7 separate regions of the Mus musculus genome follow, and all the other regions are linked to region 7. A link is a contact called in public promoter capture Hi-C and targeted proximity ligation data. All regions are on one chromosome and are shown on one strand. The core of a region is the stretch at or near the end of the contact, and the rest is flanking DNA. Distances in the headings are between cores, read along the strand shown. Region 1 has its middle 35 kb from the start of Gm19510. Region 2 overlaps Nsmce2 (NSE2/MMS21 homolog, SMC5-SMC6 complex SUMO ligase). Region 3 overlaps Atad2 (ATPase family, AAA domain containing 2). Region 4 overlaps Nsmce2 (NSE2/MMS21 homolog, SMC5-SMC6 complex SUMO ligase). Region 5 holds the start of Fbxo32 (F-box protein 32). Region 6 holds the start of Atad2 (ATPase family, AAA domain containing 2). Region 7 holds the start of Ndufb9 (NADH:ubiquinone oxidoreductase subunit B9).

Evidence for each region. Promoter capture Hi-C pulls out the DNA fragments that hold promoters and counts their contacts.
Region 1: a targeted proximity ligation map of pancreatic cancer cells shows a contact between it and region 7. A contact is called at or near these places in 2 of 39 promoter capture datasets (the 3T3-L1 cell line and pre-B cells) and 4 of 130 datasets of targeted methods (the SCID.adh cell line, extraembryonic endoderm stem cells, large pre-B cells and 1 more).
Region 2: a contact with region 7 is called in a promoter capture Hi-C map of liver, with 2.5 times the contacts expected there. A contact is called at or near these places in 3 of 39 promoter capture datasets (the C10 cell line, liver and pre-B cells), 2 of 130 datasets of targeted methods (microglia and pancreatic cancer cells) and 1 of 9 other capture datasets (adipose tissue).
Region 3: a contact with region 7 is called in a promoter capture Hi-C map of liver, with 4 times the contacts expected there. A contact is called at or near these places in 7 of 39 promoter capture datasets (the 3T3-L1 cell line, the C10 cell line, cranial neural crest and 4 more), 2 of 130 datasets of targeted methods (astrocytes and embryonic stem cells) and 2 of 9 other capture datasets (liver and pancreatic islet).
Region 4: a targeted proximity ligation map of pancreatic cancer cells shows a contact between it and region 7. A contact is called at or near these places in 4 of 39 promoter capture datasets (3T3-L1-derived adipocytes, embryonic stem cells and liver), 6 of 130 datasets of targeted methods (DN3 thymocytes, cardiomyocytes, embryonic stem cells and 3 more) and 2 of 9 other capture datasets (embryonic stem cells and liver).
Region 5: a contact with region 7 is called in a promoter capture Hi-C map of liver, with 2.5 times the contacts expected there. A contact is called at or near these places in 8 of 39 promoter capture datasets (the 3T3-L1 cell line, 3T3-L1-derived adipocytes, the C10 cell line and 5 more), 3 of 484 Hi-C or Micro-C datasets (CD4 T cells, effector CD8 T cells and natural killer cells), 3 of 130 datasets of targeted methods (astrocytes, large pre-B cells and pancreatic cancer cells) and 2 of 9 other capture datasets (adipose tissue and liver).
Region 6: a contact with region 7 is called in a targeted proximity ligation map of memory CD8 T cells, with 45 read pairs. A contact is called at or near these places in 11 of 39 promoter capture datasets (the 3T3-L1 cell line, the C10 cell line, the HPC-7 cell line and 8 more), 9 of 484 Hi-C or Micro-C datasets (the Ba/F3 cell line, the G1E-ER4 cell line, LSK cells and 5 more), 12 of 130 datasets of targeted methods (the 230-238 cell line, astrocytes, effector CD8 T cells and 9 more) and 3 of 9 other capture datasets (adipose tissue, embryonic stem cells and liver).

What each region holds. Positions count from the first base shown.
Region 1 is chr15:59,758,320-59,761,084 of GRCm38.p6, forward strand. No RefSeq gene overlaps it. Among named protein-coding and RNA genes, the nearest start is that of Gm19510, 35 kb to the right of the region's middle.
Region 2 is chr15:59,548,315-59,551,088 of GRCm38.p6, forward strand. The region is part of intron 4 of Nsmce2 (NSE2/MMS21 homolog, SMC5-SMC6 complex SUMO ligase); the gene reads left to right. Among named protein-coding and RNA genes, the nearest start is that of Gm36677, 68 kb to the right of the region's middle.
Region 3 is chr15:58,092,027-58,094,726 of GRCm38.p6, forward strand. Atad2 (ATPase family, AAA domain containing 2) reads right to left here. Exons shown (of 28, transcript NM_027435.2): 28 at 2,021-2,700. Among named protein-coding and RNA genes, the nearest start is that of Zhx1, 17 kb to the left of the region's middle.
Region 4 is chr15:59,597,550-59,600,443 of GRCm38.p6, forward strand. All of the region lies in intron 6 of Nsmce2 (NSE2/MMS21 homolog, SMC5-SMC6 complex SUMO ligase), which reads left to right. Among named protein-coding and RNA genes, the nearest start is that of Gm36677, 19 kb to the right of the region's middle.
Region 5 is chr15:58,213,623-58,216,322 of GRCm38.p6, forward strand. Fbxo32 (F-box protein 32) reads right to left here and starts at 1,270. Exons shown (of 9, transcript NM_026346.3): 1 at 874-1,270. The coding sequence starts at 989.
Region 6 is chr15:58,133,813-58,136,539 of GRCm38.p6, forward strand. It overlaps Atad2 (ATPase family, AAA domain containing 2), which reads right to left and starts at 1,270. Exons shown (of 28, transcript NM_027435.2): 1 at 995-1,270. The coding sequence starts at 1,162.
Region 7 is chr15:58,932,481-58,935,180 of GRCm38.p6, forward strand. Ndufb9 (NADH:ubiquinone oxidoreductase subunit B9) reads left to right here and starts at 1,321. Exons shown (of 4, transcript NM_023172.4): 1 at 1,321-1,458. The coding sequence starts at 1,358. It overlaps Tatdn1 (TatD DNase domain containing 1), which reads right to left and starts at 1,258. Exons shown (of 12, transcript NM_001368428.1): 1 at 1,199-1,258. The coding sequence starts at 1,220. Gm36559 (a long non-coding RNA gene) reads right to left here and starts at 796. Exons shown (of 2, transcript XR_875364.2): 1 at 1-796.

The sequences.
Region 1 (2,765 bases), core at 247-2,746, 830 kb after region 7:
TAATGCTTTGATCCAATTGGGAATCTGTATGGCCTTATCTAAGGGTCCTTGTCCCCAATCGGTTTTTGATCAAGCAATAAAGATGCCACTGGCTAATGGTTGGGAAAGGGGTGACAGGGCAGGGCTCTTAGAGTTGCTGTGGGGGAGGAGATGGAGGATCGCCATGATGCAGTGGGAGGTGGAAGAGATTAAGAGCTGCAGAGGGAAGATCATCTGAAATGTAGGAGGAAAGGGAAGCAGCCCCTGACAGGGCTGCCCAGAAGTGTCTTGGGCAGTAAAGACCAATGGGCCTCACAGAAGGTAACAGGGCAGCAAAGTTAAAGGTAGATTTAGAAGGTGTTGAGCCAGGAATACTGGAGGGAAAGTATGCTAGCCGTGGGAGGATTAGAACTGCCCAGCCATTAAGCTAGACAGCATATTAAAAATAAGCTAATGTGTGTGTGTGTGTTCCATTTGCAAATCCAAAGAGTTCCTGGGCAAGTAGCTGGAAGCATATGACCTGCTGGGTGCACAAAAACGGTGTAGCTAAAAACTCACCGCTACAGAATCCACTGTCTACTTGGAAAACATACATTTATTAATTACTCTATGTGGTCCACATTTAATATTGTCCAGCATGCACCAGACATCGGAGATACAGAAATGAATCAAATTCTATTTAGGGTACTGAGTGTGAGACTGGCGTTTGGAGACTGAAATGCTAGCTTCATATGCTGCCTGCATGACTAGAGTAGTTACCTACTGAGTCTTAGGCTCCTCATCTGTAAAATGGGTCTCATAGTAGCAGCACTGTCCTCAGGGGTTAGTGGTGACGATAGATGTGGGAAGCCTCATGGTAAGTGAGCTAATTTGAGATTTAGAGCAGTGCCTGGCATATAAAGAATGCTATGCAAGGTATTTCCTCAAGGAATTAAGTCTGTTGGCAGAGGACACCTCTCTCTCTCTCTCTCTCTCTCTCTCTCTCTCTCTCTCTCTCTCTCTCTCTCTCTTTCTCTCTCTCTCTTTCTCCCTCTCCCTCTCTCTTTCTCTCCCCCCCACTCTCTCCCTCTCTCTGTTGCTGTTGCTTTCTTCATTTAAGGAACTGAAGAGTTGATCAGATCTATTATGTTCTTCATGTTGTGTTTGGGGCAGAGGACTCTCTTTCCTTCTTGCCTCCCATCCTATGGAGTAAGACTCCATCATGAGAAAAAAAAAATAGACTCAAAGCACGCTATGGTTGCCTCTGCTTTACACTATCAATAACAAGACTGGGTGAGAAGAGGCTGGGAATGCAAGGTGCTTGGAGAGTGTTCAGCAAAATGCCACCCACTGGCCTGGGAGGGGAGGGGGTGAGTGGAGGGAGGAATAGTTTCCATTTTTGTCAGGGACCTCACTGTCCTGTGGAGCAGATGTAGCTTTCAGCCTCTGGCAGTGAGGATGGCAAGACAGAGCAGAACAGAGCCCATATTTGGCCAGGGAAGAAGTTCACTTCTCTCCACACCCTCTGACTCACCCTCCCGGCCCGCCAGCCTGGGGCTGAGCTCACAGCCCTCTGACTCAGGCACTGTGGGGTACCCTCTTCAGAGAGGGAGGTTGTCCCAGCACCGAGCTGCAGCCTCGGTTGGGACTCTTTCTCTTTATTAGTTCCTGCTTGTTCTGGGGCTGAGCCTGATGCTGTCTTTGCTGCTGCCCCTCACAAAAGCCCTTTCCACAGAGGATGGGCAGCTCTGAAGAGACCCTTGCATGCAGAAATGGGTCCTGCAAGGTTTGACTTTGTTTTGGGATGTCACCCTTGTGTCTCCCCCTGGAGTAAGCAGTAGACAGTCACTTGGATAGATGGAAGAGTTTTTCCTCTGATGGCAGGAAGGGGGGGGTGGTGGTGGGAATAAAGGGGTGGAGAGGTAGGAGTTCTTGACTCTATGTGACCTCACCCCTTTTTAGGTTTCCTAGCTACATGTGTTAGCCAATCTCACAGGAGATAGCAACTGTATAGGGAACTTTCCAGGCTGCAAGAGCACACGCTCAGAGGAGCTGTATTCGTTCCCTTATTGGTTTTTGTGTGGTCCCTGGAGATTAAGCACTGCTTCTCCTTGGAGCTGGTGGAAGTCCAGACTCTCAGCTCTGACCTGGCCAGCTGGTTGTGTTGTGATTCTTCTCCTGAGGACAGACAGGCATGATGAACTTTGGTCAGCTCTGAATACTTGGACATCTGCTGAGTTTCACACCCCAGACCTATTTCCAGAGGTTGTCACCTTACTGGGCTCAGGTGCATCCTGGACACCTTCAGAGTTGCCTGGGTGACTCAAAGGTGCAGGAAAAGGTCTCCACCATGCTAAGTGAGTCAGGGTGATGCTGATAATCCAGGCCACACACTCCAGTGCATTTAACATCTGGTCGGGCACAGAAAGGAGCCAGCCAGGCTAGGCTTAGCACATGCAAACACATGTGAACCGCAGAAGATGGAGGGTGACTGTTATCAGGGTGACACAGCCCAGCGCTACTGGCTACTGACCTGAAACCAATTGGATTATTGGCACACCTGAATGCACAGCACATGAAACCAGGGGGCCGCACGCATCTCCTGGAGTTTTGAGAAATGCCAAGAAATAGGGGCTGGGGAGATGGGTCAGTGGGTCACTTGATGCACGAGTGTGAAGACTGACCAGGATCCATTAAGAGCCAGGTGGGCAAGGTGGCCACCTGAAATCTCAGCATGTGGGAGGTAGAGATGTGATCCTCAGAGCAAGGTGGCTAGCTAGACCAGCTGAAATAGCAAGTACTAGGTT
Region 2 (2,774 bases), core at 222-2,721, 620 kb after region 7:
TCGATTTCAAAGCCTGCCACTCTTGGGGACTGAAGCGATAGCTCAGCAGTTAAAAGCACTCTTGCTGCTCTTGCAAAGCTGAGTTCAGTTTCCAGCACTGATATCAGATGGTCTGTAACTGCAACTCTGGGGCATCTGACACCCTTTTCTGGCCTCTACAGGCATCTGAATACATTCAGACAGATACATACGCATAAATGAAAATGACTTTAAAAAAGAAAAAGAAGTCTGACAGCCAGGAGATAGGGCTTTGGAAGCACGACGTAGAAAAATGTCTGGTTTATCATAGGCACAGTGGGCAAGCAAGCATCCAGACTTGGATGCTAAAGTGTCTGATCATAGGGGGATGCAGTCTTCTCTTTGTAGCCGAATGAAATTTTCCAGGAGACCTTTTGAGCTGCCAGTTGACAGCCCTATATGACATGTCTGTTGGGCTCCTTTGGCACTCATGGCAACAAGAAACAAACCCTGCAGTTTTAAATAAGCAGTTAGAGAGCTCAGAGCAGGTGGTCATAACTCAGTATGAAGCCACCAAACACCTCATCTTCCTGACTGACACCTTTCTAAATTCTCCCAAAGACCTCAGAATACCTCCCTCTCTCAACAGCGACAGGCTTGGCATTGTTAGTGAAGGAGGCCCATGGCCTTCTTGGACCTCTCTGCAGGTCCCACAGGCTGGACTTACAAAGAGTCTTTTGACCAGGCAGCGGTGTAAGTGACTTTATGGAAGACAAGCCAGCGCTTGTTTCCTCTCTGTGCTGTAAGGGTTAAGAGTCATCACTGTGGTCACCAAGGTCAGACACCAGCTCTCAGTGTGCTGGTTCCAGCCACAGATGTGTTTGGGTTGGCCAGGGGAGTTGTATACACATGTATCTTCGGTTGCAACATACACCAGTTAGAAGGGTTCCCATCAGAATCAGCATTTCCAGCTTCTTTTAGTACTGTCTCTGACAGCACAGGCTGCCGTGTAGAGGCTGTCTGCCTCAGTGACATGGAGGTCCCTCATTGACCCTTCTACCTTGACGTAGCTTCAGCCTGGCCTACTTCCTGGATGCAGGTTTAACAGTGTTCCTACAGAGTCCTGTGCCATTTTCTCTACAATAAAAGTGAAAAGTACAAATTCTCCTCATCACACTCCTGACCTAATTTTAACAAGTTGCCAAATACTGAGTCTCAGGCCTACAGTGTGCTTTAAGATATAATTCCTAAGGGCAGCATTCTTTGATCAATCCTCTTGTAAAGTCACACAGTTGAAGACGATCCCTACCTGCTGGTGTTTCTGTGTCACAGCTCTTCTCCCTCTGCCCCATGGTTCCCAGCAGTGTACATGCTAAACATATCCTTAGTTGTCCCCTTTTGGCTGCTCATAGGTTTGAAGCTAGGCTGTCTGTGGGGAAGGGAGTGTGGAGCTGCAGAGGGGAAACGAGATACCTGTTTGGCTTCCACTGGCTTGAAAACTGAGTCATGAGTCCATAGTACAGAGGTAATGTGAACAAGTCTTTGCAAATCACTGCATCAGTAAGCCGTTTGCCCCCACCCCTTACACACCCTTTTCTCACCCGTTGTATGGCCAGCCCCTCTCTTGGTTCCATTTAGACTACCTAACCTCCGTTGGCAAAATCTGCCCTTTTCCTACCACCTCATTATTCTCTGGCCACCTGCCAACCACGTGAGGGCGATTTGAACACTGCTGAAAGCAGGCCAGCACATGGAGTCCTTAGAGACGCTGTCATGTAGTCATGACCGTGAGGAAGCATGTCTCCTGGAACTGTGGGTCACGTCACTCCACCGTTGTCATATTTCACTTTACCATCGCAGGGGTTTTGTGCATTTCTTCCAATTCCCATGACTCTGGTTTCACATGAGGTCGTGGACTTCTCAATCAAAAAGTTGCTCATAGCTTTGGTAGGTCTGAAATTTCAGAGTATTGAGCAAGGCCCGCATTGTGCTAGAACATGATCTAATAAGATTGGACTGTCAAAACAAGAAGCAGCAGTCTGGCTAAAAGGTTTTTAAGCAGGAAATCTGTCCTGTGAGAACCTCCAAAAGATGATAAACATGTAGGCTGGGGGCCGATTTCATTTTCATCTCTACCATGAACTTAAGCAGACTGAAGTAGAGGCAGAAACCGTAGATGCTATCTTTTGGTTGGGAAACTAATTGGTTGTGTAATTAGCTGTGTGAAACATCAGGAAAATATGTGAACCATTTTGTTAGGACCCTACAGAGTACTTGGGACAGAGCCCCAAAATGTCAAGTAGAGACGATGCGTCACTCAGAGTGCAGTCGGAGAGCAGGGAGTTCCTTTCCAGCCCACCAACCGTGAGAGGCGGCAAGTTATGTAACCTTTTCCGCTCCTTGGTCTTTTCATCCCTGACATGAGAATTGGGACATTATAAGATGTTCACGGGGGATAAAAGGAATAATCTGGAGCAGTGCCTGGAGCTGGAGGAGTGGCCAGTAAGCGAGAGCAGTGACTGGTAGGTACATCGCAAGTATGCTTGTGCATTCTGATCTCAGCACAGTTTCCAAAAGAAGATCGGCTGGTATCTTAGTTTTCTGCTCTTTGTGGCTCCTCACTAGTGGAACCCTGTGAAGGGAAACATCTTGTCATTCTCTGCACCATTCTCTTGTCAAGAGCACATCTCAGTGAAGGCTCAGGTCAGGATGGCCCTGGCGATGAGTCACTGTAGTTCACTTTGGCCTCCTCCTGAAGCCCACTTTTATAATTTTCCAGTTCAATTATTAAGACACTGAATATCTGCATCATACTA
Region 3 (2,700 bases), core at 70-2,569, 840 kb before region 7:
AAATGTAGTATCAATAGAGAGAACTCCATGGGCTGGGTGAGCAAGAGGCACGGACGGAGGGTAGGGGAGAAAGGAGAAATGTCTCAGTAGCTAAGAGCCCGTGCTGCTCTTGCAGAGGACCCAGGCTCAGTTCCTGGCACCCACGCTCACAGCTGTCAGTTCATCCAGCTACAGGGGATCCAACCACCTCTGCTGGCCTTCAAGGGCATAGTATGCAATTGCTGTACAAGACACGTGCAGGCAAAACATCTATACACACGAAATAAAAAACAATAACATTTAAGAGAGGAAGAGAAGAAAAATGAAGAGGAGGAAAAAGAGAATGAGAAAGAATGAGGGGGAGGGGAAGGAGGAGGAGCAGCAGCAGAGCAGGTTACACACAGGATATCACCAACCCCTTTGGTAATATCAGCTTGCAGCAGGGAATTTGAAACCCATTCCGCCCCCATTTCAATAATGATACTTTTCTTCCTAAAAGTCAACAACAAAATCAAAATCATCTTCTGGGGGACTGGGGACCAGGCAGCTCAGAGCACCTGCTGCTCACTCTATAATGAGGTTTAGAGTTTAGATCCCAGCACCCACACTGGTTAGCTCATAAACACCTCCAAGGGTGTGCTCTCTGGGGACACTCAAATATCTCCCCTCTCTCTGTATATATATAAAATCTCCTCTCATACACATACTAAAACAAACTTCTAACTTTTAAAAAAAGATGTTCTCCTTTCTCTTGGTTTGTAATTTGTAGCACTCCTATCCCAAAGTGGGCTATTCTCCTTAAGATAAACCAATTAAAAACACATTTAATCTCCTTTCTCATCTTTTTTATTTTGTTATTCTTTGCCGCTGCCCCCTCCCCCTCCCCCTCCCCCCTCTTGCTCCAGCCCATAGGTTCTTTGTTTCTCATTACAGATGGTTGTGAGCCACCATATGGTTGCTGAGATTTGAACTCATGACCTCCAGAAGAACAGTCAGTGCTCTTAACTGCTGAGCCATCTCACCAGCCCTCCTTCCTCATCTTACAGTCAGTCTCTGGACACTTCCCATCCCGAGATCCACATTAAGATGGGTTTAAATGATTCTCCCTTCGTTATCATCACTTCCAATCAAAACTCCTCCAGCATTCTGCTAATATGATTTGGTTTTAGCACAGGCCTCCTCCAGTCAACAATATTGATTGAATTAACCAACAATTATTGTGTGCTTTTTTTCATAGCCTTCAGTGACTGTGTTCTTTTGGAGGAAACATTTAGGACTGTTATAATGCTCCCGGATAAGGGCAAGGTACAGCTAGAAAGTAAATAGAAACTGCAGCTTCTGAGCATATGACAGATACAAAGTTATTGATGACTGGGCCTGTGGAAATGCGCCCATGGAGAAGATACTTCCTACCATTCTACTCTGACAAGGCTTCAAGGTAGAGGATCTGTGCATCCACCAAGTCTATTTATTACAGATGGAATTACTATTCCTGGGTGAGCTACTGAGATATAGCAAGAGGACACAGAGAGAGGTTAGGGTGTTTGCAGTTTCAGTAATGACTTCCTGCCCTCCCTCTTCTAGGACTAGGTGTAGTGGCTAGAAACCCCACACAGTGCTCACCACTGGTACTGACTGCTCCATGGCAACACAGATACAGTAATTAACATCACATAACAACACAGATACAGTAATTAACATCAGACATGGTAACACAGATACAGTAATTAACATCAGACATGACCCTGGGTTAAAACTTAAAGACAGGAACTGAAACTGGGTTAGTTGTATTTTGGAATTGTGTTTTATCTTGAAAATGTAAAATGTTGTAACAAAATAAGAGAATATATTTGCATATGCACACAGACACACACATGAACGCATACACACATGTACACATACAACCCCAGTAATCTAGTTTGATTCCCTAGATTCACATCATATAAGCATGGAAGCAAAGAAAGACGTCACAGAGCTGTCCTCTGCTCCCACACAAAAGTTATGGCACGTATGAACTCACACAAGAACTAGAAACGAGTAACAGTTTTCAACTTCAACATTTATTATACAAAATGTACAATAAAAGGACACATCTGAAATAAGTTATAATAAACTTCAATGAAAACTATTAAGCATAATCCTTTGTTTATTTGCTTTTGTGAGACAGAGTCTCAAGTAGCCAGGCTGGCTTCAAACTTACTATGTAGCTAAGACCTTGAACTCCTGATCTTCCCGTCTCTGCCTCAAGGGCGGAGATCCCAGATCCATACACACTAGACCTATACAATATTATCTCTATCAATATGAACATGTTCAATGTTATCAGTGTTTGGCATTTTTAATAGGTATATAGGACAGCATCTACTAATGAAGGCATCCAAATTACTGAACTTCAGAAATATTTTAAATAGCTACATAAGAAAAGGCAGCTCAACTTTAAACTATACTAAAATCTAAACTCTTGAGTTAGGCATGTGCTTAAGTGTACACTGGGCCCTAGGTCTGATCCTTACCACCATCACTACATCCCCAACAAACTCCATACATAGCCTCTTAAACTCTAGTAGCCATTCTCAAACAAGCTTTCCAACACACGCTGTTCCGAAAGCAGAAGTTTCAACGTCCCATTATGGAAGAAGCAAATGATTTCAACTTTAAGAAATGTATTTTTGAGCCGGGCGTGGTGGCCCACGCCTTTAATCCCAGCACTTGGGAGGCAGA
Region 4 (2,894 bases), core at 247-2,746, 670 kb after region 7:
GAGGGAGATGAAAGGCAGGCAGGCCCCTGAGGTCAGTGAGGCCAGCCAGACTAGTGGCTGTTTAGCAAGAATTAGGCCAGTGAAAGAGTCTGTCAGAAATAAATAACTAGTACAGTGGACCCTGAGGAGAACGACAGGGATGACCTCTGACTCCCACAGCATATACACATGTGCACAGCTGCACACAGGCGGGCAGAAGCACAGGCCTGACAGGAAGTTTGCTGGTGTACAGTGTGAACTCACAGCTGTGGGGCCCTTATGGCAAACAGTCATCATGTGTACCTCACTGTTTTGTGACACATCACCCTGGACTTGGAGGCGATGGGACACAGTTACTCTCTGAGTGTAACTATGTCAGGAATCTACCCAGCTCTAATGCCAGAGGTATCTGTCTATACAGCTGCTTCCTAGAGCTTATGGGCCAAACCTTGATATTCTTAGGACCCAAATCTGCATCTCTCCATACTCAGCATTGTGTGATCCTGAGCTGAGGCTGAGGCCCCGAATCCCCGATGCCCCTGGGACCCTCTGCACCCTGAGACCTCTCCTTAGCATAGACTCGCAATAAGGAATGCTCTGCCCTGTGGCTGACCCAGGCACAGGACCAGCCTCTCCTTCCAGGTCTGTGAGTCTGAGCCCTTCCTGGGGATGAGTTGATGATGTTGAAGGTGTTGCCACACCTGACTTGCTCACCAGGATGTCCTGGGGATTATGGCCTAACGCTTGGGTAGTGTTGTTTCTCGGAGCAGGAATGCCCTGATTCAAGCCCGTGGCATCATGGCCTTTTCTTACCCTTTTTAGTTTAAAAACTTGTTCGTTTCTGTGGGGTGGGGTGGGGTGGGAAACAAGGCTGTGCCCTGGTTCCTGTCCTGCCTCTCCTCCAGGAAGTCTCTCAAAGGTTCTCGCATGCTCTTCAGTGTTGTTCTCACCATGTCTCTGGTTGAGCCGCCTTGTGTGAGGAGACAGGACTGGTTAACTGTGGTCTAGAACAGCAAGTGCTGCGTGATGAGACCTGGAGCACAATCCTTTGCCCGTGGCATTCAGTGGCCTTGATTTTCACTGTGCCAGGATGCCTGCAGACAGACAAGAACTCCACGTTCATCTGTTTGCAGGAAAAGCCTTGTGCCGTCACCTGGACAGTGTCAGCACTAGGGGAGCCGACTGCTAGGCCTTTGCCGCTCTTTTGGAGATGTCTCACTATATAGCCTAGCCTAGCCTAGAACTTTCTGTGTAGCTCAGTCTTGCCTCAGCCTCGGGTGCTGGGATTGTAGGCATATACACTTGTCTTGGCTCTTCCATTTTCCAGTTTGTATCTTTGTTGTCGGGTCACCTCGCTCCCCTCGGATACTTGATTTATATCCCTGTTCCCAGAGCCTGTCTCTGCATGACACAGACATCACCAGGCTCCATCCCATCCCATCAACATGAGTGTGGGCGCCTCCTCTGCAGCTCAGTGGTGTGGTTAATTCCGTCAGCCATTCTCAGAATGCCCTCATTTACTGACTAAAGCCACTGATGTCATCAGGAAGTCCTCCCCCCTCACTCTCCACTTCCCTCTCCACTGCTTATTCACTGTCTGGCAGAAGGAGGTAGACGCTGTTCTCAGGAGTCCACTGCACCCAAGGTCTGGTCGTCAGGGACGGGGCTCGGGGCTCGCCTCTCAGGGAGGTTCACTCCAGAAGCCCCCTGTTGTGCACGTCCATGTCTGGGAAGCCTAGGGGATGACAGTCTCCGTTTCTAAAGTCTGGAATGTGTGGATGTCTCCATCACCATCTCATACTTAGGAATTCCAAAGTACATCGGTCGAGCTGGGGTGAGCAGGTGGGGGGCTACGCAGCCAGATTCCAGGCAAAAGGAAGGAAGGAAAGGAGGAAGGGAGGGAGGAGAGAAGAAAGAGCGCTCCTATGCCTGACTGTACAGGACACATTTAGCATTTCAAAATGAATTCCTGTTCTCAAGCTTACTGTCCCTGCAAATGGGCTGCACACTGTCCAGGGACAGCCCATGTCCTGCCAACACTCCTTGACCCCAGGATCAAGGCCAGGAAACACCTCCTCTTTCCTGCCTCATCCCTGCATTGTAACTCCCAGGTCAGGTTCCCTTCCCTTGGCCTTTTACCTTTTACTCTGCGTTTCCTGTGCCTCTAGAAGAGCTGTCTCAGTTCATGGGGCTGAGCCCTGTGTGGATCAGAGCCGTGTTTATACTTAAGGCTATGTGATTAGAACCTAGCCCAGAGCTGATCACACAGAAGCACCGGGAATGCATGAGTGGTGTGTGTGTGCACAGTTCTGTGGAAGGACAGGCAGACAGACCAGATAACTTAAAACTTCCCAGGAGGTGAGTGGCCAGCCTAGGAGATGGGAAAGTGGAAGGACACCATGGAGCACTGTGAGGCCCGTTACCCTGTGGAGTGGGGACCCTGCCCCAGAAAGGTTATCTTGACCACCAATCGCGTGTTTGAGGGAATTCAGGACCTGCGTGAGCTTGACTCCAAACACTGGGCACTTAGCCCTGCCCAAACCTTGTTCACTGTAAAAAGAAATCAGGTGATTCAGTCCAAACACTCCCTCAACTGAGATGGCTAACTGAGCAAGGCCTTGAGTTCCGCCCTTTTCTGGTGAGTCACATTCTTAATTCCCTCACCTCGGGCTTCTGGCCAGAGCCCAGTGTCCCTCTCACTCTCTCCATTGAGAGGTTTCATGGCATTCAGAGGGATGGAGTTCAGGCAGGACTCCTGCCCCCATGCCTGGCCTGTGTTCCCTTCCCATCGAAGTTGTCCACTGCTTGGCTCTGCCCTCTCCTTTGTTTACTTGCCTTCCATCCGAGGGTCTGCAGGTCCTATGGCCTGGTGTGTGTTGGAGCCTGTCTCTGCCACACACTCAACCAAACTGCCT
Region 5 (2,700 bases), core at 20-2,519, 720 kb before region 7:
CAGGGAGTCAGCTGTCCAGGCTGGGGATTGATTCTTGACCTGATACTCTATGAGTGGGCACTTGTTCTGACCTCAGATTTCACTAGACAGCGGAGCTCAGGTGAAACTTCAAGTCTGGGTGGTCTTTCTGCAGCGGGCAGGCACCACTAAGGATGGGAGTGTGCTCACGGTATAAAGACCGAAAGGGCCACGGAGGAAACAGGTGCAAGTGTCTGGTCCTTCCTGAAGCAGAGCACTGTTCTTGCATTTCTTCCCTGCCTCCCTCCGCAGCCCCTAAGCGTTACCACAACGACCCACTCCGCAAGCTGTCCCGGGGCCCATCGGCTGCCCCTCCCAGTCACTTTTTTTTTTTCTCGGCCCACTCAGCCGTCGACTGCGCGTGGGAAGAGCCTTCAAGCACTCATGGCAGGGCCCGTCATCCGGCTTGTGACTACTACCGCTCTTGTACTCTTGGGGTCCTGTCATAGGACAGTGAAAGGCAAACAGCCAAGTCGCTAGCACCCACTTAAAACAGTGACTGCAATTGCGGGATCTAAAGGAAGAGTCCATGAGTTGTGCGCCTGTGTTCAAGTGTTTAGGGACATAATCCCCTATTGCCAGATTGAGGGATCCTGGGTTCTGTATGGGATCTTTTCTGCTGGGAGACACTGTCCTTGATCAGGAGGAGACACTAAATTACCCATCTCTCGGGTTCTGGCGACCTTTACCGAAATCCCGGCACCTCACTCCTGTCCCTTCAGTCGGAAGCCCCCTCTTTATTCTGGCCCAGACCTGCTTGCCCTCCTTCACCTGCCCCTGAGGTGTGCACTTCCCCCTCGTCCCCGACCAGCTAAAATCAGTTTTGTGGGGCTGGAAGTCGGCGAATGTCCTCACCTGCTGAGGTCGCTCACGAAGCTGCCGCTTTTCTCATCCAAGAAGCGCTTCCAGCCGTCCGCCGTCTTCACCCAGCTCTGGCCCGGGGACCGCCAGTCCTGCCCAAGGAACGGCATGGTACAGAGCGCGGACGCGACCGACGGACGGGACGGATTGACAGCCAGGAACCGGCCTGGCTTGCCCAGGGTATGCGGCGCGTTGGGAAGATGCTGGGGAACGACGCAGGCGGCGACCGGGACAAGAGTGGGTCAACTAGTGTGGAGGGCTGCGGATCCTGGGTGGGCGCGGGGATCCTTGCACTCACAGGGGCGCAGGCGTTGGGGAAGGTCGCCTCCTGACTCTGGGAATGCTGAGCGGCTGCCCGAGCGCAGTATTTATCCCGGGCCGCTGCCCCGTCTCTTTGTTGCCGGAAGAGCCGCCTGCTCTTAGCCCGCCCCCCCCCCCCCGCGCCCCGAGGCCACGTGGCTTTGTTTATAGGCTCGCCTTGTTTTCCGAGGCGCCCGCGGCTCTCGCTCTGCTCGCAGTTGCACAACCTTGCGTCCGTGGAAACTTGAAGCCGCATGGCCAGGCCAGATGTCCCGCTGACCCTCGGTGCCCTGGCACCTCTGCACCTCCCCTACTCCCCCATCAGGCGTAGCTGTCGCCACCAAGATCCTGGTCTTGCACTCGGCACTAGGTCCCCTCTACGGGTCCCGGACAAGCAGGGTGTAGCAAGGAAGCCTAGAGAGTTGGGAACTGTCAGTCCCAGAGGGTCTGGAAGCTGCGGGACCGATCTTTGCAGGCAGATCAGCCTTGGGGGAGGCCAGAACGTCTGGGGACGGGTAGGGGTGCATTCTTTGAACCTCTCTTACTGCCAGTACCGACTCCAGGCGCCAGGGTGTGCTAAGTGAAAGAGGGGACCCAGTGCGGTAGGGGCGGGGAGGGACTACCCCCACTCCTTCCGCCTTAAAGCTGTCATTTGATGCGTTTGCTGTCAAGCTCGACTACCCCAGTGGCAAAGGAAGGGGAAAGAAGAGGCCCCCGCAGCGTCCGGACCCCATGGCGTTGAAGTGAAGAGCTGAGACAGTCTTGGGTCCCACTCTGAGGGACTCTGGGCAAGCAGCGCTGGCGTCGAGGCGCCTGGCTCAGAACAAAGCCTCCAGGGTCGTGGAGTCAGGAAGGAGTCTCAGGCTACACTCGCTGCTCCAGTGCCCCAGGGTTGGGCTTTTTTGGCTGTGGAACCACAGGAACCCTTCTTTCTCTTCCTTTACGCAGAGTTCAATTCCTGGTGTTCTCTGATTTCTAGCTATAAAGTCCTCCTGGGTTTCACGGCCGCTTCAGAAAGGGAAGAGAGTCTGTTAAGAGCTTATCTCTCCTAACACGAGGGGGTGGCCAGTCTGTTTTTCAGGTGAAAGGCTGTGGGGTCCTCAGAGAGGGTTAAGTCCGTGATTACCTAGGGTCTTATGCTACTTCTCAACTCAGAGCGATCCTCCCTGTTATGCAGAACATAACTCCCTTTTAGTCTAGAGACATCTCAGCCCAGTGCCTTACCACCAGGCACAGAATTGGCCATTCATAACCATCCCATCTTCCTCCATCCTCTGAGAGAGTGTGCATTTGTGTGCCCGCGGTGGGCAGAGGTCAATGTCAGGTGTCTTCCTTGCTCACGTTTGTCCCTATTTATCTTTGGGTCAGACTCACTGAGCCTGGAGCTCTCTATTGTCTGTACTGGCAGGCCGATGAACCTCTGATTCTTTGGATTTTGTCTCCCAGCACCAGGATAAAGATATAGGTGCTTTAATGGGTTGGTTTGTTTGTTTGTTTGCATGGGTGCTGGGGGTCTGAGCT
Region 6 (2,727 bases), core at 20-2,519, 800 kb before region 7:
CAGTCCCCAAGGAAGCTACGTCTGTCTACAAGTGATTCACTTTATATAGTGCCAATACAAGATTAGGGTTGTCTGAACTAAGTGGACACTGCTGTGTCACTCCCAGCGCAGCGCTCCTGATCAGACTTCCAGTCTCCTGACCAGCTACGCGTCTGTTTTCCTACTCCCTCACTGCAACCGGACCATCACTACCGGTTTCGGAAACTTTAGTGTTTCTTCCTCAACCTCAACCTTTTTGGTGAACGCTGTCCCCGCTGTCCCCCTTCCACCACCGCCGAAGCCGGGCGATGTGTAATCTCTCCGCACTGGTCCCAGTGATGGGCAAGAAGCATTTGCAAACCTCCCACTACAGAGACTGTAAATGCAGCATGAAGCTGCCAGAAAAGGAAAGCTGTGGGAGGCACAAAAAACCGAAGTTCCAATTCCAGAACTGTCTACCACTCTCTGTTTACCTTTCTGGAGCCCATGTCTTCATCTGTCACACCGATAACCACCAACCAGAAGGTCCTCTAAGGCTTGTCAAGAGACTTAAAGTGCAACCACGCAATGTCGCCGTTCGTCCCTCCATATTATGCAACCTGATATTTTACTTCGCTTGAGTCTCACGATGGAACCTCCCTGGACCGTACATGGAGGTCAGTGGACTCTTTACTGTCTGGGCCCACAACTCAAGATGCTCCCGTGCACGCGCTCCAGCAGTCAGGGGGTTCGCACTCCCCTGACTGACGCGACCCGGGGAAGGAACCGGGAAGGAGGTGATGGGGGGAGCACAAGGTCGGCCCAAAGCTCCTCCGCTCGGCCCTACGCAGCGCTTCGGCTCTAGGTTTCCTCTTGCGTAGAAAGAGGTGGCGACCAACTTGCTCTGCCCGCTTCCAGCCAGTTCTGTCTTTCCAGAACCTTCCACCTCGCTGGTCCACGACAGCCCACTACCCCAGAGCGGGGCGCGCGTCTCCAACCCGGGGCCCAAAGCTCCCCGCCCTAGGTCGGTACTCACGCCCGCCGCCTTGGACGCCGTCGATTTCCTCCCGGCTCGGCGCAATCTGGGCCGCCTCCCGCCGCTGTCCTGCAGGCTGAGGAACTCACTGGACAGGTCCAGAGAGTCGGTGGCCGAGGAGGTGGTGGAGCGACTGTGCAGCTCCAGGCTGCTGCGGAGGACCACCATGGTGCCCCGCTTGCAGAAGCCGGAACCCGAGGCGGGGGAAGTGGAGAACCTGGCTCCGGAGGAGGCTGCTCAGGCGCTCACGCGCTCTGAATTCTGGCGCCACAAACTGCGCGCCCAGCGGCCGCAGCGTACGCGCGCCGAATCCCTCCGCCGCCGGCCACGCCTCCTGACCCCACCCCCAGATCGACGAACCCGAAATTCTCCTCCAATCCGAAGAGCGCGGGAACCGGAGCCGACGCGAACCGAGGCGCCAGCGAACCGCGTCGAGCCCCCTCACAGGAATTTGCGACGTCGTTCTTCCAGCTGTAGTTCCGGCTCTCCGCCCTCAGTGGAAGGAGACGGAGAGAGCGGTGCAGCGTCTTGTTTGGAATTTTGGCGCGTGGAGGCGGAAGGGCCCTTTGGCTCCCTGCCGGCGGCTTCCCGCCATCTAGGCTTCAAACGCCAGAAAAAAAAGGTCCTTAAACCAAGCACTTTGCCTCCGATAGGTTTGACTTTGAGACTTGAAGAGGTTTTTATTGATGAACTAACAAAAATAAACTGCACGAAAGAAAGAAAATATAATGGTCCTTAAAGACAGCTAAAAGAACTGGCAACAGCTATTGGGATAGAATGAGTCATATAAACTTACCCGGGATTAAAAAAAAAAAAAGCTAACTTGTAAAGTAATTACGACATAAAGTTAATGGCCAGTCACCTTATAAATGATCAAATTCTTTCCTGTGCTCAGAATGGTTTGTAGTCGTGCTAGGTACAAATGTAATTCATTTACAGAGACAAGCTTTTGCTGTGTCTATTTTGTCAAGGTTAAGCGTAAAAAAAGTAATTAAATGCAACATTTTTTTTTTAATTAGGGGTATACATAATAGATTATATGATGGCTCTCAAACCCCTCAAAGAGATCTGCTGACTGACATTTTTATTTTATTTATTTACTTATTTATTTATTTTTTTTTTGTTTTGTTTTGTTTTTCGGGACAGGGTTTCTCTGTATAACCCTGGCTGTCCTGGAACTCACTCTGTAGACCAGGCTTGGCCTCGAACTCAGAAATCTGCCTGTCTCTGCCTCCCAAGTGCTGGGATTAAAGGCGTGTGCCACCACGCCCGGCTTCTGACTGACATTTTAAGGTGTTTCATGAAAATGGCTTCCCCCGGCAGACAATACCAGCTCTGCTAGCCTCAGCTGAGGAAGATGAGCAGTAACAGACTCCACCTGGACCTGCTTCCCAGATGCTAACTGGCCACTTGGCAAAGAACTACCCCATCCCTCACCCACTGCCAGAGCCCAGTCCAAACTGTGGACACGGGTTGACTGCTCTACCCTGCCTTGCAAAGGTACCTCAGCTCCCCAGAATTCCTCCTCCGCAGAAAAATCTCTCAGACCTTCTGGGTCTGACATAAGGCCGATGATAGGACCCTCTGTGGCAGCTGGTGGTGGAAGACTGACAACCTCTGCCCCAAACAAAGCCATCAAGATCACCATGGAGTAGCCCAGGGTGGCTGTCTACGTAACAGATAAATCACCTCTGTCATTCTTAATTGATACAGAGGCCATTTGGCATTAAAAA
Region 7 (2,700 bases), core at 71-2,570:
AACTCCATATTTAAATACAGTGTCTTGGGAAAATATATTGCTTAAGGTGTCTCTCAGATTTTACTGTATAACCTTAACCACTCTCCTGATTCCACTTTTGAGTGCTCGGAGGATGTCTCTATTTGGATGTCCTTTAACTCACGAATGGACCTAATCTATTAGATCCAGATGGCCTAGGTATTTCTTAACCTGCCATCTTTGGGTCTTCACTTCCCACAACAGGCATGAACAGTCAGTGCTAAATGCTATGCACAACCATCCCATTTCTCTTTTTCTATTCTTTTCCCTGTTTGCAAAACCTGAAATACTTACATTCGTCCCCTTATCTGCCACAAAATCTACAAAACGACTATCAGGGTAACCTCCTCCCTGTCACTTCCCACCCTTAAATAGCAGGGAAAGTCCACAACGACGAGGTTCATACTGAGACTACCCACATCGGTATCCCAGAAGGCAAGACTCTTTCCGTACAACTGGCACTCAAAGATTTGCTGAAAAGCCTTCATTGGAACGCCACTCCCAATAGAAGTGAAATTTAAGTAATCGAGACTTTAGGGTTCCAAGTTATCCTTCCAACCCTGACTCTTACAATGTCCCCCATTTTGAATCCTTGCCGCACTCTCCAGCTGTCGGATGGATCGTGGAACTTGCGAGGCGACACAATTTGCCACCCCCTCCCGTCTGAGGACTCCCGTTTATGTCTAGATGGCCTGTGAGCAGGACTTGGCCACATTCCCGGGACTCAATGTCAAGCCTCCCAGAGTTGTCTGTGGTATGAAGGGATGACTGAGTGAACCGGTACCTTGGAGGGACTGTCAGGCCGGCCATGTAGAAGAGTTCACGAAAGACAGAAGAAAAGTGATTGGCTTGGGGGGCGGTGCTTTTTGAGAGATGGGAGGACTCGGGGACTAGCCCATGCTAGGCGATCAGTCTACGGCTGAAGCACACCCCACACCTATTCCTCTCTTTCCAGTTGAATTAAACACACACAAAAAAAGCACAAGTCACAATGATTCATTGCCCGGGAATGCTCATAAATGAACATGCACTAGGGAAACCATCCTCCAGCAAGAACCAGATCAGTCATTGCCAGCACGCGAGGCCTCCGGGCATCTTCCGTGCCCTGGAAAGGCCATGCCGCGAAAAGGGGACCCGGGACTGTCAGCGAGGCTCACGACCAAGACAAACCTGCCCTTACCCACGAACTTGAAGAGACTCATGACGGCGCGGCAGGCTCCTCCCAGGGAAAAGCGGAAGTGGCTCAGAGCACGCTCGTCCTTCCGGTTCCGCCTCACAACCGCCCGCTTCCGGGTTCCCGGCAGCCCCCGCGGCGGCCGCTGAAGGTGAGCCGGACGCTATGGCGTTCTGCGCTCCCCCGGCCTACCTGACCCACCAGCAGAAGGTGCTGCGGCTGTATAAGCGCGCGCTGCGCCACCTCGAGTCATGGTGTATCCACAGGTGGGGAGAGGGGACCCGGGGCTCGGGGACGGAAGCCGAGGGGCCCCGTGGGCCAGGCTGATCAAGGACTTGGGGGACACAGTGAAGGGAGCCCGCCCTTGAACCCGGGTCCCGATGCAGTCCTCTCTGCTTGATCTGGCGGAGATGATTGTGTGGGGCGCAACCAGGACCCAGCGTAGAAAGTTGCATGAAGAAATAAAAAGTACCTAGGACTGTCATTGTCATGGATCTAAAGCTAACGTTTTTATGACTCTGTCGTCCCTAACCTTAACAGTAATTTGTCCATTATCTTTAGTTTGCAGAGTAACTCAGATATTAGTGATTATTTTAGCCTGATTTTACAGATAAGCAGGCTCATTCTATTCCACCTCCTACGTCATTTTATTTCTTTAACCATTGTTACTAGTCTTCTCGTTAAGTCTCATACGGTGGCATATGTTGGGGGAGACAGATATTCTCCATTACATTATGAGTTTGAGGCTAGGCCAAAAAAAAAAAAATACCCTTCTTACAAACAAACAAACAACAATATAGTGTTAAAACGTGTAGACTTTCATGACCTAAAAGAAATGCAAGGGGCAGTGACAACCGAAGATGTGTAAGTCCCATACCGCTACACTCTTACCCTAAAACCTAATCCCACAAGGAGGACTTCCAAGAAAAAGATGGAAAATCAAGTAACCCTGTAAGACCTGCAGAGGGTAACCCTGGAATCCTAGGATACAAGTTTGTGGTTACATCTCTTTGTTATGCAGGCTGGTGCAGTGTACAATGCTGAACAGTTGCTAGCTTCTTTCCTAAGTTTTTCTTATTTATTTAACAGAATTTGCAATTCAGCGTCCATTCTGGATGGCAAATAAATGACAGTTAACCCTTGATTTTGAGCTGCAATCCCATGGATTAACGGGGAACGTGACGGGGAAACTCAGAAGGAACAGTGTTACTGAAGAAGTTAAGACTTCAAGAATCCAGACAGTGTTATAGTACAGTTGGAGATATTAGGGCTCATATTCATGGAGGGAATAATCAAACTAGCTACTATGACAGCACTAACAGATTTGAAAGCTGACATCTTTTCTTAGTCCTTGTCCGCATCAGTTCCCTTAAAACAAAACAAACAAAAAAACCCGTGTTGATATCACCTGTGTGACAACCTTGCCTTCCTCCTTGTTGGGACAGCACTGCTGGCATGCTAGGCCAGCTGGCCTGTAAACTTGTGGGCATCTGTCACATCCTGTCGTC